Regions from separate parts of the Mus musculus genome. Here all the other regions are linked to region 1. A link is a contact called in public HiCAR-type and HiChIP or PLAC-seq data. All regions are on one chromosome and are shown on one strand. The core of a region is the stretch at or near the end of the contact, and the rest is flanking DNA. Distances in the headings are between cores, read along the strand shown.

What was found. HiCAR-type assays count read pairs that join an accessible place to other places. HiChIP or PLAC-seq counts read pairs in DNA pulled down with a chosen protein or histone mark.
Region 2: an HNF4G HiChIP or PLAC-seq map of pancreatic cancer cells shows a contact between it and region 1. The contact joins the enhancer-like site here to the promoter of Dolpp1 in region 1. A contact is called at or near these places in 5 of 39 promoter capture datasets (cranial neural crest, liver, maxillary cranial neural crest and 2 more), 1 of 484 Hi-C or Micro-C datasets (B cells), 8 of 115 datasets of contacts at active chromatin or transcription factors (bone marrow-derived dendritic cells, bone marrow-derived macrophages, embryonic basal ganglia and 5 more) and 3 of 9 other capture datasets (adipose tissue, embryonic stem cells and liver).
Region 3: a HiCAR-type map of embryonic stem cells shows a contact between it and region 1, with 4 times the contacts expected there. The contact joins the enhancer-like site here to the promoter of Dolpp1 in region 1. A contact is called at or near these places in 10 of 39 promoter capture datasets (3T3-L1-derived adipocytes, the C10 cell line, HPC-7-derived erythroid cells and 7 more), 1 of 484 Hi-C or Micro-C datasets (B cells) and 13 of 115 datasets of contacts at active chromatin or transcription factors (bone marrow-derived dendritic cells, bone marrow-derived macrophages, craniofacial prominence and 10 more).

Annotation. Positions count from the first base shown.
Region 1 is chr2:30,389,300-30,393,525 of GRCm38.p6, reverse strand. Dolpp1 (dolichyl pyrophosphate phosphatase 1) reads right to left here and starts at 1,272. Exons shown (of 8, transcript NM_020329.4): 1 at 1,014-1,272. The coding sequence starts at 1,089.
Region 2 is chr2:30,918,948-30,923,438 of GRCm38.p6, reverse strand. It overlaps a transcript of Ptges not described here. Among named protein-coding and RNA genes, the nearest start is that of Ptges, 18 kb to the right of the region's middle. Within about 2 kb of position 3,113, at least 71 of the 459 cell types and tissues checked have an H3K27ac peak or open chromatin away from gene starts, as enhancers often do. A contact at or near this core is called in adipose tissue and pancreatic cancer cells, where this site is marked.
Region 3 is chr2:30,936,641-30,941,050 of GRCm38.p6, reverse strand. No RefSeq gene overlaps it. Among named protein-coding and RNA genes, the nearest start is that of Tor1b, 14 kb to the left of the region's middle. Within about 2 kb of position 2,395, at least 15 of the 459 cell types and tissues checked have an H3K27ac peak or open chromatin away from gene starts, as enhancers often do. A contact at or near this core is called in embryonic stem cells and epiblast stem cells, where this site is marked.

The sequences.
Region 1 (4,226 bases), core at 23-2,522:
TCCTGGCCTGTGGCCCTGTGTTCTCAGCAGACCCAAGTTCTCAGGCCCTCTACCCAAGAGGACAGGCCCTTCCTGGACAACCAGAGGCCAGCAAGGGGGCCCCGGCTGCTCAGCAACAAACATTTATCCAGGGAGGGTGCTGGCAAGCTAGAGAGATAAACTACAGGTATTTACTGGGTGTCCACTGTGGGCCAGGCTCTGTGCCCAGCACCTCTTAGGCCTGTGGTCATTTGAGTCACACACCATTACAGAAAGGAGACACTGTACTTGGAGCCACTTAAGATGAAGTGACTGGAGGGGTGGTGCCTACCCTGGAGCCCGGAAACGTCTCACCCCAAGGCCTAAGCTCCGCTCCGCTCCACTCTATGGAGCCGAGCCGGAACTTCAGAACCATGGCTAATGGACCTTCCCACCAGAGAGGCGGGCACTCCCAGAGGCGTGTCAGATGGAAGCTCTTACAAGTCAGGCTCCCAGGGGCTGCATGCCCCCTTGGCGGCTGGCCTCTGCCGCGCTGCTCAGGGCGTGGCGCCGCAAATTCTCCCAAACCTGGCCTGGGTTTGCACACTCCCTGCAACTGGGAGCTTTCTCCAGTGAGCAGCCCGCAGCGTAGTGAAGGAAACTGTCACTCCCTGCACAGCCGAGCAGGAGTGCGGCCTCTCTGGCTCGGGGGAGGGCGGGGCACAAGGGACAAAGTCCAGGCCCAGATCCTCGCCCGCCCTATCCAGACCCTCCCCCGGCCCAGGACAGCCCACCAGCACCCCGGGACCCCGGAGAGCGACTCGGCCGCGCAGCCGCAGAGCACACGAGCGAGCCGCTCGCAATTTCTCCCTGCTCATCGCCGCCTCACTGCGCCTGCGCGGCGCGCGCGCCGGCCGAGCCCCTCCAAGGCTCGCTGTTTGACAGTTCCCACCGCGGTTCCAAGGCGCCCCGAAGGCGGTCCGCGCGGCCCGGAACGCCCGGGGCTGTGGCGGCAGCTCGAGGAGAACGTCCTCGGAGCCGGGGCAGGCTCTTACCTGCAGGGTATTCGACGTGGGTGAGGGTCACTGGCCGCCATGAAGCGGGGAGCGAGCACTGTCCGTCCGCTGCCATCTTACCCGGAGACCGGGCTTCGCAGAGCAGCCAATGGGGAGCAAGGGGGGCGGTGGTCCTGACCTATCACGCCGGGGAGACGCCACGCACCCAATCCGAGGCCGATTGCAGGTAGTGGCGCAGCCATTCAGTGTGCAGGTCGTGAGGCTGGCCCGTGCGGCGAATCAGAGAGCGGGGACTCGCGCAGCTTTGCCAGTGTCCAATCCCGTGCGAGTTCAGGTAGTTGACTAACCAATCAAGAGAATGGAGCACTCGCAGCGCAGGACAGAGCGCAGAACAGCCAATCAAAAGGTAAGCTTAGCTCGGCGTGTGGGAAGGGCGAGCCAATCAGGCGCTATCTCGGGGGGCGTGTTGTACTTTGGTGGGAGCTTTGGTTAGGCTGGCACCTGCGCCCAGAGTTAAAGCTCCTGAGAACCCAGAGCGCAGTGGAGGAGCAGCCTCAGCACCACCGGGTCTCAACCGACCCATTTGGAAAACAAAAATGTGTTCCTCACTATGAAGGCTAGGCTTGCCCCAGCATCATTCTGCCTCGTCCTCCAGGTTCTGGCTTCCTGTCCATAAATGTAAACTGAAGTCAAAGACCTAGTGCAGTTTTTTATTGCCCTTTACTGACAGACAAGAGGTGCAGTTCCGCAAAGGAACTTTTCTGTTAAAAAAAAATTATTGGTCCTCACTTCTGGGATGTAGCACATATTGTAGATATCTTAGATGGGATGCTATACGTTTCAATTACGCCGTAGCGTAGTGAGGCCACTTGGGACCATTTTCAGTATAATCCAGATGTTCCATCTACCCTTCTCTGTTTCCCCATTCTTGAAGAAACATTCTTGAAGAAACAGCCACACCTCCCACCCACGTCCCCTTTCTGAACCAACTCTCTCCAGACAGACCTACTTACTGTCTAGGCCAGATTCCAATTCCTCAAATTTCTCTGCAAGGAATGGGCACACACACTCCTGCCCCATTTGCCTGGCCCAGGCTGACTTGTCAGTTCATAGCTTCAGGTTCTGAAAATTAAGAGAAGGGCCTCCACAGAAGCAGGGGGATCTCTGTGAGTTGGAAGCCAGTCTGGGCTACCTCAGAAAGGGGGTGGGGGAGTTCCAGTGGTCTCCCACAATTGCACCTCCTTTGCCTACCTCATCTCTGGCTACACTTGACTGTAATTATTTCCTTGTCTGCCTCTGCCAGTATGCAACGGTTCTCTGACCTCTGACTAAGGCCCAGAGCATGTACAGTAAAAAAATAAAAATAAAAGCAGGTTCCGGGTCTGCCTTAGACCTGGGGGTACCCAGTAGGTCTAGGTTGGAGCCTTGGCCCTCCATATTCTATGTTCTGAGGTCACTAGCTACAGTGGCTTAGTCTGGCAGCCCGTGGAAGCCAGAATTGTAGGTTACTCTAAGTAGGCTGGGGACTCAGAATCCCCCAGTGGTGTTCAGCTTGTCTTCCGTCTCCCTACCCAGCCTGAACTTATCCAGCTGGGCCCACCTCCTAGTCACCTGCCCTTAGCTCTCTCTCTCAGGCAAAGTCATTATTAGCCTTTGAAAGAAAGAGGTGTGAGACGTGGTCATGAGCTTCCTAGAATAGTTCTCTGAGAGAGAGGGCACCCATGGAAGGTCAGGCTGCCTTGCCCTTCTTCAGAGTCCCAGAAACACAGAGAGAGCATCCCTAAGGAAGTGACAAGATGAAGAACTGAAAATGTGTGGGAGTTATTGGGGCGAGTCTCCAGCAGGAAGAAAAGCTGGACTTCTTGTGGGGGAGGTGGGTGGGGCTGAGCCACTGAGTCTCTGAGGGAATAGCTGGTGCTGAGGGTACAGAAAGCTCTGAGGGTAAGTAAATAATGAAGGAATCTTTTTCCCCCCGAGGCAGGGTCTCAGTGTGTAAACTTGACTGGCCTGGAACTCATTATGTAGATGTTGTGCAGATCTCAAACTCACTGAGATCCACCTGCCACTGCCTCCCAAGTGCTGAGACTAATGGTATGGTCCGCCACACACACTTGCTTTTGCTATTTTTTAATTATATAAAATATTTAGCTGGGTGGACACCCTAAAATTGTAGCAACTGGGAGGTAAAGGTAGGAGATTGGGATTCCAGCCCATGCAGGAATTTGTCTTTTAAAAAAAAAAAAAAAAGGCCAGATGGAGCATGCCTGTAATTCCAGAACCTGAGAGGGGCAGGAGGATCAGAAGTTCTGGTAACCCTCGGGTCACATAGTGAGGTCTTGGCTAGCCTGGCATACCTAAGAATCTCCTCAAAAAACAGAATGGGGGGGGGAAACTAAACTAAAAACCAAACTGCGTGTGCGTGTGTTTGGAAAGCTGAGGCAAGAAGATCCAGAGTTCAAAGTCATTCATTATGTGTTCATATGTGACATTCTTTTTTTTTTTTTTTTTTTTAAAGATTTATTTATTATTTTATGTAAATACACTGTAGCTGTCTTCACACACTCCAGAAGAGGGAGTCAGATCTCATTACGGATGGTTGTGAGCCACCATGTGGTTGCTGGGATTTGAACTCTGGACCTTTGGAAGAGCAGTCGGGTGCTCTTACCCACTGAGCCATCTCACCAGCCCCATATGTGACATTCTTATAGAAAGTTCCAGACACCATATGGATATAGGTCAATGTGTTTCAGAAGTTAGACATTCTTGTGTAAGAATCCCCCAGATAAGGAACAACCGATGTGCCTGTGCAGTACCCTAGGTGACATCTAAAGGCATCCATCCCGTGTTTGGGTTTGCACCTGCTCTAACTGTCTATACAGTTTCTCAGGCTTGGTACTGACTGTGGGAGCTGTGCGTGCTGTGAGTGCTCAGCACTGTGAACTACTGTTCTAGTCCCATTGACTCCTGGAGGACATCTGGGACCAGAGGCAGCCACCTCAGGTGTGGGCTGAGTTACAATGCCCATGTGGGTTAAAAGAGACCAAGTAAACCCCCTGGGTACATCCATCTTTTGATGTACCTGGGTGGCCGATGGAGGTGTGCCCAGGAGACATTGCAGGGCCCCCTGACATGACAGAGGTGACACAGTGAGACTGGCTGTGTGGATGAGGGGCTCTTTCTCCTCCCTCAGAGCAGAGTTAATCAGTGTCATATGAAGTCCTGACTATCCCTTAGATCCCTTGTGCCAGTCAC
Region 2 (4,491 bases), core at 1,864-4,363, 530 kb before region 1:
GGAAGGCAAGAAGGCAGGAAGGCAGGAAGGCACCCCGGCATGAGCAGGGCACACTGCTCACATGATCTGAATGCTGTGAGCTTGAGGCGCCAAAGGACTCTGATTTCACCCCACAGTGTGGGAAGGAGAGGCTTGGGAATTTGTTCTTCCAAAAAGGAATCAGGCTCTTTGGGGCTGAGCTGGACAGATGGATCGTGCCTGATGGGGTTCTAATTTCTCCTGCCATTGTGAGGAGCTTAAGTGTGGTTTAGAAGGTGTGTCAGGATTCAAAACCTCCTAGGAGTGGATTTGTGGTGGCTTAAGTTTCTGAGCCAACCTCACCAGCCACCACATGCCCAGGTTAATACATTATTTGTGAATGTGTCTTTGGGTGTTTTCAAATGAGGTTAAATGTTGAACTCAGAAACACAGAGGCCCTCGCCACCCAGCCCAACCGTCTTACTCAGGCTGGACCAGGACAAAAGGCAGGAGAGGGTCTTCTCCTGTCTTCCATCTTCAGATAAGGGCTTATACCATCAACCTTTTCTCTTCTCTTCTCTCCTCTCCTCTCCTCTCCTCTCCTCTCCTCTCCTCTCCTCTCCTCTCCTCTCCTCTCCTCTCCTCTCCTCTCCTCTCCTCCCCTCCCCTCCCCTCCCCTCTCCCCTCCCCTCCCCTCCCCTTCCCTTCTCTTTTCTTTTTCTTTTCTCTTCAATTTTTCTAAAGATTTACTTTATGTATATGAGCACACTGTCACTGTCTTCAGATGCACCAGAAGAGGGCATCAGATCTCATTATAGATGGTTGTGAGCCATCATGTAGTTGCTGGGATTTGAACTCAGGACCTCTGGAAGAGCAGTCATTGTTCTTATCCACTGAGCCATCTCTCTAGCCCTTTCAGGTTTATTTTTGATGATATGTGTGTGTCTCTGTGAGGGCAGAAGAAGGTGTAGATCTTCTGGAACTGGAGTTACAGGCAGTTTTGAGCAGCCTGACATGGGTGCTGGGAACTGAACTTGGGTTCTCTGCAAGAGCAGCAAGTGCTCTGAACCACTAAACCATCTCTCCGGCCCACACCATCTGCCTTTGACCTTGGACTGAGCTATACACTGTTGAGCTCCCTGGGTCTGTAGCTCCTAGAGAGTGGATAGAAAGAGTCATTGATTGATCAATAGATTGAGACTATCTCACTAGGTAGACAGGACTGTCATGAGCGGGATCTGCTGGCCTCTGCCTCCCTAGTGCTGGGATTAAAGGTGTGAGCCTTCATGCACAGTTTGCAGGACTTTCCCAGCCTGTTTTACATTATCGTTATACAGGGGCCAATTATACACATCATAATCTCTTCTGCTGGGGAAATGCTCACCAGGCAAGTGTGAGGACCCCAGTGTGGATACCAAGCATCGACGTAAAGACAGGCACAGCAGCATGGGTGGTGCTGTAACCCCAGCATCCTTTAGGAAGACCTTATAGGAAGATCCTATAGGAAGATGGGAGTGGAGACAGGAGAATTTGCCAAAGCTCGAGGGCCTGCTAGCCTGGAGGTTTTGGTGCCTCCAACCAGGTTTCTACCTGGCAAGGCAAGGGCTGACAACTGAGGCTGTACCCTGATTTCCACAGGCACTCTGGCATGCGCACACCTGCTCCTATACACAGGAACACACACAACACACACAAATAAGTCTCATTATGCACCTGACACCACACACACACACACACACACACACACACACACACATGTCCTGTGGGCTCACACACATACACACATACCCACACACACACGCACGCACACGGGCCTGGAAAGGCGGCTTATGTTCAAACTCTCTGACTGCTCTTTCAGAGGACCCTGGTTTGGTTCCCAACATCCAGATGTGGCTCACAGCTTTCTGTAACTCTGGTTCCAAGGGAATCTGATGACCTCTTTTGGCCTATGTGGACACAGCACACATCTGTACAGTAACATACATGTTGGCAAAACACCCATACACATAGAATAAAACTCTTTTTTGTTTGTTTGTTTTTTTCGAGACAGGATTTCTCTGTGTAGCCCTGACTGTCTTGGAACTCACTTTGCAGACCAGGCTGGCCTCGAACTCAGAAATCTGCCTGCCTCTGCCTCCCAAGTGCTGGGATTAAAGGCATGAGCCACCACAACCCGGCAGAATAAAACTCATTAAAAGTGTGTTTGTGTGTGCCTGTGTGTGTCGGGGGGAGGGGATGGACATGTTAGTGCAGTATCTTTGGAGGCAGGAGAGGGCATGGACCTCCCCGAGCTAACCAATATAGAGGCTGGGGACTGACTTCTGTCCTCAGCAAGGGCAGTGCACACTCTCAACACTCAATCACTCTTCCCAGCCCATCCAGGGCTCATGTACTCAGGTGGGCCTTGAACTCACTGTACAGCTGTGGGTTGCATACCTATATATCAGCATACCTAGTTTATTAAACTGGTCATGGAACCCAGGGCTTAGTGCATGCCAGCCAATCACTACACCAGCTGAGTCCCATCTCCAATTCCTGCACTCCTGTTTTCTGATCCAGAAAACAGAAATAATAAAATCTACCTCTCTGAGCAGTGGCATGCCTTTTATCCCAGCACTCGGGAGGCAGAGGCTCTGTGAGTCCAAGGACAGCCTGATCTACATAGCAAATTCCAGGTCAGCCAGGACTATGTAGTAAGACCCTGTCTCAAAAGCAATAGTGGTGGTACTAGAGAGTTGGCTCAACAGTTAAAAGTACTAGCTCTTAATCAGAACCAAGTTCGATTCCCAGCATCCACATGGCAGCTTGCAACTGTCTATAACTCCAGTTCCAGGGGATCCAACACCCTCTTCTGATTTCAGAGGTCATTATGCACACTGGATACATACATACATACATGCAGGGAATTCATTCATGGACATGCAATAGTAATAATAGATGTACAGAGGTCTACATAATATGAAGATTAGATAAGTTATGCCTGGCACGTGGTAAGCATTATATAAGTGCCATAAAAAAAAATCCGCAGGAAGCTTGGCTCCTGACTCTGTTATGACTCATGGTATCTTTCAAGATAAAACACTGCCGGCGAATCCCGATGGTGAAGATTAGACAGAGGGAGGTGAGGTGGTGATGTCAGCCTAGGGTTGGCTTTGGTTACAGCCTGGGTTGACTCATTCAGGTTCAGGAACAGCTTCGTGGGCACACCCAGCCAGCCATGCTTAGAACGGCCTTTGTGTTTTTAATGCTCATCCACTGTTTATTTGGCTATTTTTTTTTTTTTGAGACAGGGTCTCACATAGTCCAGGCTTGCTAGGAACCGGATATGTGTCCAGTCTTGAGCTTCCAAGCATTCTATCACCATCTCTTGAACTGTGAGATTACAAGTGTGAACCGCCACACAGGGTCTAGACTTTCCTGGGCACAGACCCAGTGCTTCTTGTATGCAAAGCGAGCGTTTCACCAATCAACCTTTGTTTCCTGTTGGGCTTCATGTTTTTGTTGTCATTTTTAAAGAACAGAATGCTTTAAAGTATTATTTTGGGTATTTGTGTTTGTGCATATATACCACATGCGTGTGGTACCCACAGTAGTGAAAAGGGGGTGTTGACTCCTCGGAGTTGGAGTTATAGGTGTAGACACCCCACATGCACGCTGTTAACTGAGATCGGTCCAAGTTCTTACCCTGATGCTTTGTCAGCCCCACCCGTCTTTCTTCTCCACTTTTTTTCCTTTCTTTTAGTTTCTTTTCTTTTCTTTCTTTCTTTCTTTCTTTCTTTCTTTTTTTTTTTTTTTTTTTTTTTTTTGTCAAACGACATTTGAAAACACATTCTCTAGCTGGCTGGGTGTTGGTGGTGCACGCCTTCCATCCTAGTACCCTTGAGGCACAGGCAGGGGGATCTCTGAATTCCAGGCCAGCCAGAATGATCTAAAACAGCCAGGATATATATAGTTAGACCTGCCTCAAAAAAAAAAAAAAAAAAAATCAAAAATAAATAAATAATACAAACAGGGTTTTACTATGTAGCCCTGTGTGGCTTAAAACTTACTCTGTAGACCAGGTTGTCCTTGAACTCACAGAAATCCACCCACCTTCATCTCTAGAGCTGGACTACCGACCTTTATCACATAAAGGTTGACATAACTTGTCTGCTTTTTATTTGAGCCGGGGCTTCAAGTAGCTTAAGGTGTCCTTGGCTCTTTGTGTGGCAAAGGATAAACTACTGATGCCCCTGGCTCTGTCTCAAGTGCTGAGATTATAGCTATGTGCCACCATGCCTGGCTTTACTGTCTCTGCCTTGCAACACACACACGCACACACACACACACACACACACACACACACACTCACACAGCACTGGGGCCAGAGCACAGGGCTTAGAACACGCCCTGAACACGCTCAGCCACTGAACTACACCCAACCCCTTTAACATTCTTAACCTTTGAATAAAGAGCCCTGCATTTTCCAGTTTGCTTCCAGTTGCAGAAAGGACATGGCCAGACCTGCTTGGAGCTTCCGTTCTTCCTGTGCCC
Region 3 (4,410 bases), core at 1,146-3,645, 550 kb before region 1:
GAGCATCAGATCCCATTACAGATGGTTGTGGGGCACCATGTGGTTGCTGGGAATTGAACGCAGGATCTCTGGAAGAGTAGCCAGTGTTTTGTTTTATTTTTTATTTTTTCAAGATTTATTTATTATTATATCTAAGTACACTGTAGCTGTTTCAGATGCCAGAAGAGGGCGTCAGATCTCATTACGGATGGTTGTGAGCCACCATGTGGTTGCTGGGAATTGAACTCAGGACCTTAGGAAGTGCTCTTAACCACTGAGCCATCTCTCCAGCCCCACTCTTGTTTTTATTTAAGGGATGGAGCGATAGCTCATGTACTTTCCCGGAGAGCTCCTGGATTTAACCTTCAGTTCCCACAGTGGGTGTCTCACAACCACCCACAGCTCTGGCTCCAGGGTTTCCAACACCCCTGGCCTCTCTGGGTGCCTACACTCCCATGCACTGTGCACACAAGTTATAGAAATAAAATAATTTTGTAAATGTATTTTTATGTTTGTGTGAGAATGTGTGAGTGTATACATCAAATGTGTGGAGGAGCCCACAGAGGTCAGAAATGAGTGTTGGTGTTGGGGTCCAGGAGTTGCCTTAGAAATGACACAAATTCTGACCTCAGTCAGACAGGGATAGTTTATAGCCATTCACTCCAGGACTGATCAATCAGGACTGATCAATCAGGGCCACAGAGCAGATTTAGGAGCTGACTGTGACCCTGAGCCAGAATCCTACAGAGCTTTTTTTTTACTTACTTACTTACTTAATTACTTACTTAATTAATTAATTAATTAGGTTTTTTGAGACTGGGCTGCTGCCCTGGAGCTCACTTTGTAGACCAGGCTGGCCACAAACTCAGAGATCCGCCTTCCTCTGCTTCCCAAGTGCTGGGATTAAAGGTGTGCGCCACTGCCCGGCTCCTACAGAGCTTTTAAGCCTGAAATCCACAAACATCTGTGCCAAGTTATTTCACTAATCAGGATTTAGGGGTAGGGGGTTTCCTTAGGAGCATATCTTTGTGGTACCCTTATCCTGCTCCCATTGGTTGGGGTATTCAGCTGTGGTGGGGACTAGCCTGGCCTAACATTCATGTCTTACTTGCCAACCAGGATGTCAGTTCCAAGGGACATCTCGGGAGTTAAAACTATCCTCGACCCCTACTCAAATGGACGTCTCTCTCCAAATGGCTTCTTACATTGGTGCAAGTGTCTCTCTTATGCTGGGTCCATCCCAGGGGCAGCTTATGAACAACCATAAAAGCTCACACACAGGGCAGGAAGTGCTGAGGCGAGGTCGGTTCAGGTCCAAGCTTACTGCGGCTAACTATACAAAGCAGTTCCAGCTGACCTCTACGTGATTGGATCCCAAGATCACCAAAGCCCAGCACATCACAGAATCTGCAATTCATTCAGGCATGAGAAAGTCTCCTAGTAACAGTACATGAGAAAGCTTCCTAATAACAGCACATGGGAAGGTTTGCTTATACCATTGGTAACAGCACAAAATGGCAGGCTAGGCAGGCAGCAGCTATCTAGGCCTCAACATTTTACCTAGACCCTAACAGTCAGGTCTCCTAGAACTGAAGTTACAGGTGGTTGTGAACTGCCATGTGGGTGCTGGGAACTGAACCCAGGTTCTCTACAAAAGCAACAAGTATTGAATGATTATTTTATTTATTTATTTATTTATTTATTTATTTAGGTTTTTCAAGACAGAGTTTCTCTGTGTAGCTCTGGCTGTCCTGAAACTCACTCTGTATATTTATTTATTTATTTATTTATTTTTAAAATTAAACATTTTAAGTTTAATTGCCTTGTATAGCCGGAGGCTGGAGCTGTATGGGAGGAAACAGCGAGAGAAATAACGAGACCAAGACAAAATTTCTGATCCAGGCCCAATGTTTACTAAGAGTCTGTGCTTATAAAGGAGGGAGGCCCATCCCCTGCCACGCCAGGCTTCTTGATGCTTTGCTGCCAAGTTGTTAGCACTTGGTCTGCCAGAGCTGTTAGCACTAGGTCCAATCAACAGGTTGTCAGCTTAACTCAGGAATATCTCAGGAAGACAGGTTCAGCCTCTCAGTGGGGCATCTTGGAGAAGAACACAGGTGGCAGAACAATAGACCTGGGTCGGAAGACTCCACCCTCCATGGTCTCATTCACAGCTGCAGAACAGGTCTGAGTCGGCCTGCTCAAGGCTGGGGGAGGCTATAGCCTTGAACTGAGCAATGATTGCTCCATTCTAAACCTCCCAGGCAGCCAGGCTTCCTCCCAGACCACATTCCCATCTTACTTGCAGTTTTCCCATCCTTTTTGCTCTCTTCTCCTGAGGCTTCCTGGACCTGTCCTCATGGCTCCCCTCCTTCCTTCCTGTCCCTTTCTCCACCCCTCCTAGAAACGGGAGTCCCACCTTATTCTCTCTAAAGCTCTATATTGGCTCCTTGGCTTTTATTGGCAGGGCAGAGAACGAATGAATGAGGAGCAATGTTTAAGCAAACTTGGGACAGGAGCATCTAAGGATAACATAAAGAAGCCACAGCCACGTGGAAACCAGGTAGTGGGATAGAGAGATCAGCATGTGAGATAATGCAAGGGTAAACTTTACACAGTGGGGAGAACATTTGGCAGACAAACAAGCGCTCTGAACTGCTCAGCCATCTTTCCAGCTCCCATTTTTTTTCTTCTTTTAATTACATTTGGCCAAATGTGGTGGCACATGCCTTTAATCCTAACACTTGGAATGCAGAAGTAGGAGAACCTCTATGAGGACGACAACAGGCTGGTCTACATCATGAGTTCCAGATCAACCAGAGCTACAGACAAACAAACAAAAAATTACATTTATTTACTTTATTGTGTATATGTATGGGTGTGCGTGTATGTCACAGTGCAAGTGTGGAGGTTAGAGGACAGCTTTTGGGAGTTCATTTTCCCTTTTGTGATGGCTGTTCTTGCTTGTCAACATGACTACATATGGAGTTAACTAAAACCCAGGCTGCTGAGTATACCTGTCAGGGACTTTCCTTGATTGGATAGTTTGAGGTGGGGAGAACCACCTTAAATCTGGGCCACACCTTCTGTTGGCAGTCTATTCAAAGGACATGGAAGCAGGAAACTGGCTCTTTGCTGTTTGCCCTCGCTCTCACTGCCACGTCCGTTTCCGTTTCCCCCATGGACTGAACAACTGATGGATTCTTGGACGTTGTGTTGGTGAACGGCCATTGTTGGACTAGTGTAGGCATAGTGTTGTGCACTGAGTAAAGATTATTCTTGTGTTATGCAAACGCTGATTGTCTGTCCTCACATCCTGTTTCAGTCCCGGCACAGCATTGTGCTGCTTATACCAAGAATCTACTGTCTCAAGTTTGTGTAAACAATTCTTTTTTTATTATTATTAGATATTTTCTTTATTTACATTTCAAACGCTATCCTGAAAGTTCCCTATACCCTCCCCCCGCCCTGCTCCCCTACCCACCCACTCCCACTTCTTGGCCCTGGCGTTCCCCTGTACTGGGGCATATAAAGTTTGCAAGTCCAATGGGCCTCTCTTTCCAGTGATGGTCGACTAGGCCATCTTCTGCTACATATGCAGCTAGAGACACAAGCTCTGGGGGTACTGGTTAGTTCATATTGTTCCACCTATAGGGTTGCAGACCCCTTCAGCTCCTTGGGTACTTTCTCTAGCTCCTCCATTGGGGGCCCTGTGTTCCATCCAATAGTTGACTGTGAGCATCCACTTCTGTATTTGCCAGGCACTGGCATAGCCTCACAGGAGACAGCTATACCAGGGTCCTGTCAGCAAAATCTTGCTGGCATGTGCAATAGTGTCTGGGTTTGGTGGCTGATTATGGGATGGATCCCCAGGTGGGGTAATCTCTGGATGGTCCATCCTTTCATCTTAGCTCCAAACTTTGTCTCTGTAACTCCTTCCATAGGTATTTTGTTCCCTATTCTAAGGAGGAGTGTAAACAATTCTTAACATTTATTCTCCGTCTTGTCAATAAATGCTGATCACCCAGTGACTTGGCAGAGAGAGAATAGGGTGGGTGGGACTTCCGCCAGCCAGGGGAAAGAGAGGCGGGGAGGATGGGTTGGGTTTTGAAGCCATGAGGAGGGGCTCTGGAGGAAGTCCATGGAAACACACCTGAATCCCAAAGAGCCAAACCAATAGAAATAAAATAATAACATAATACAATTTTATTATAATAAAATAATAAAAGACCATGGAAATGTGGCTGAGAGGTGCCCAGATTAGCTTAGGGATTAATATGAATTATTAGACTGCCCAGGTATTGAGCTGAGGCTTTAAAATGAATCTTGCTCTCTCTGTGTAGTTATTGGGAACCAGCTAGGATAATGACACAGCCACCAGATTAATTCAACAATTATATTTATGTTAAAATAATTCATTTTGCTGGGCGTGGT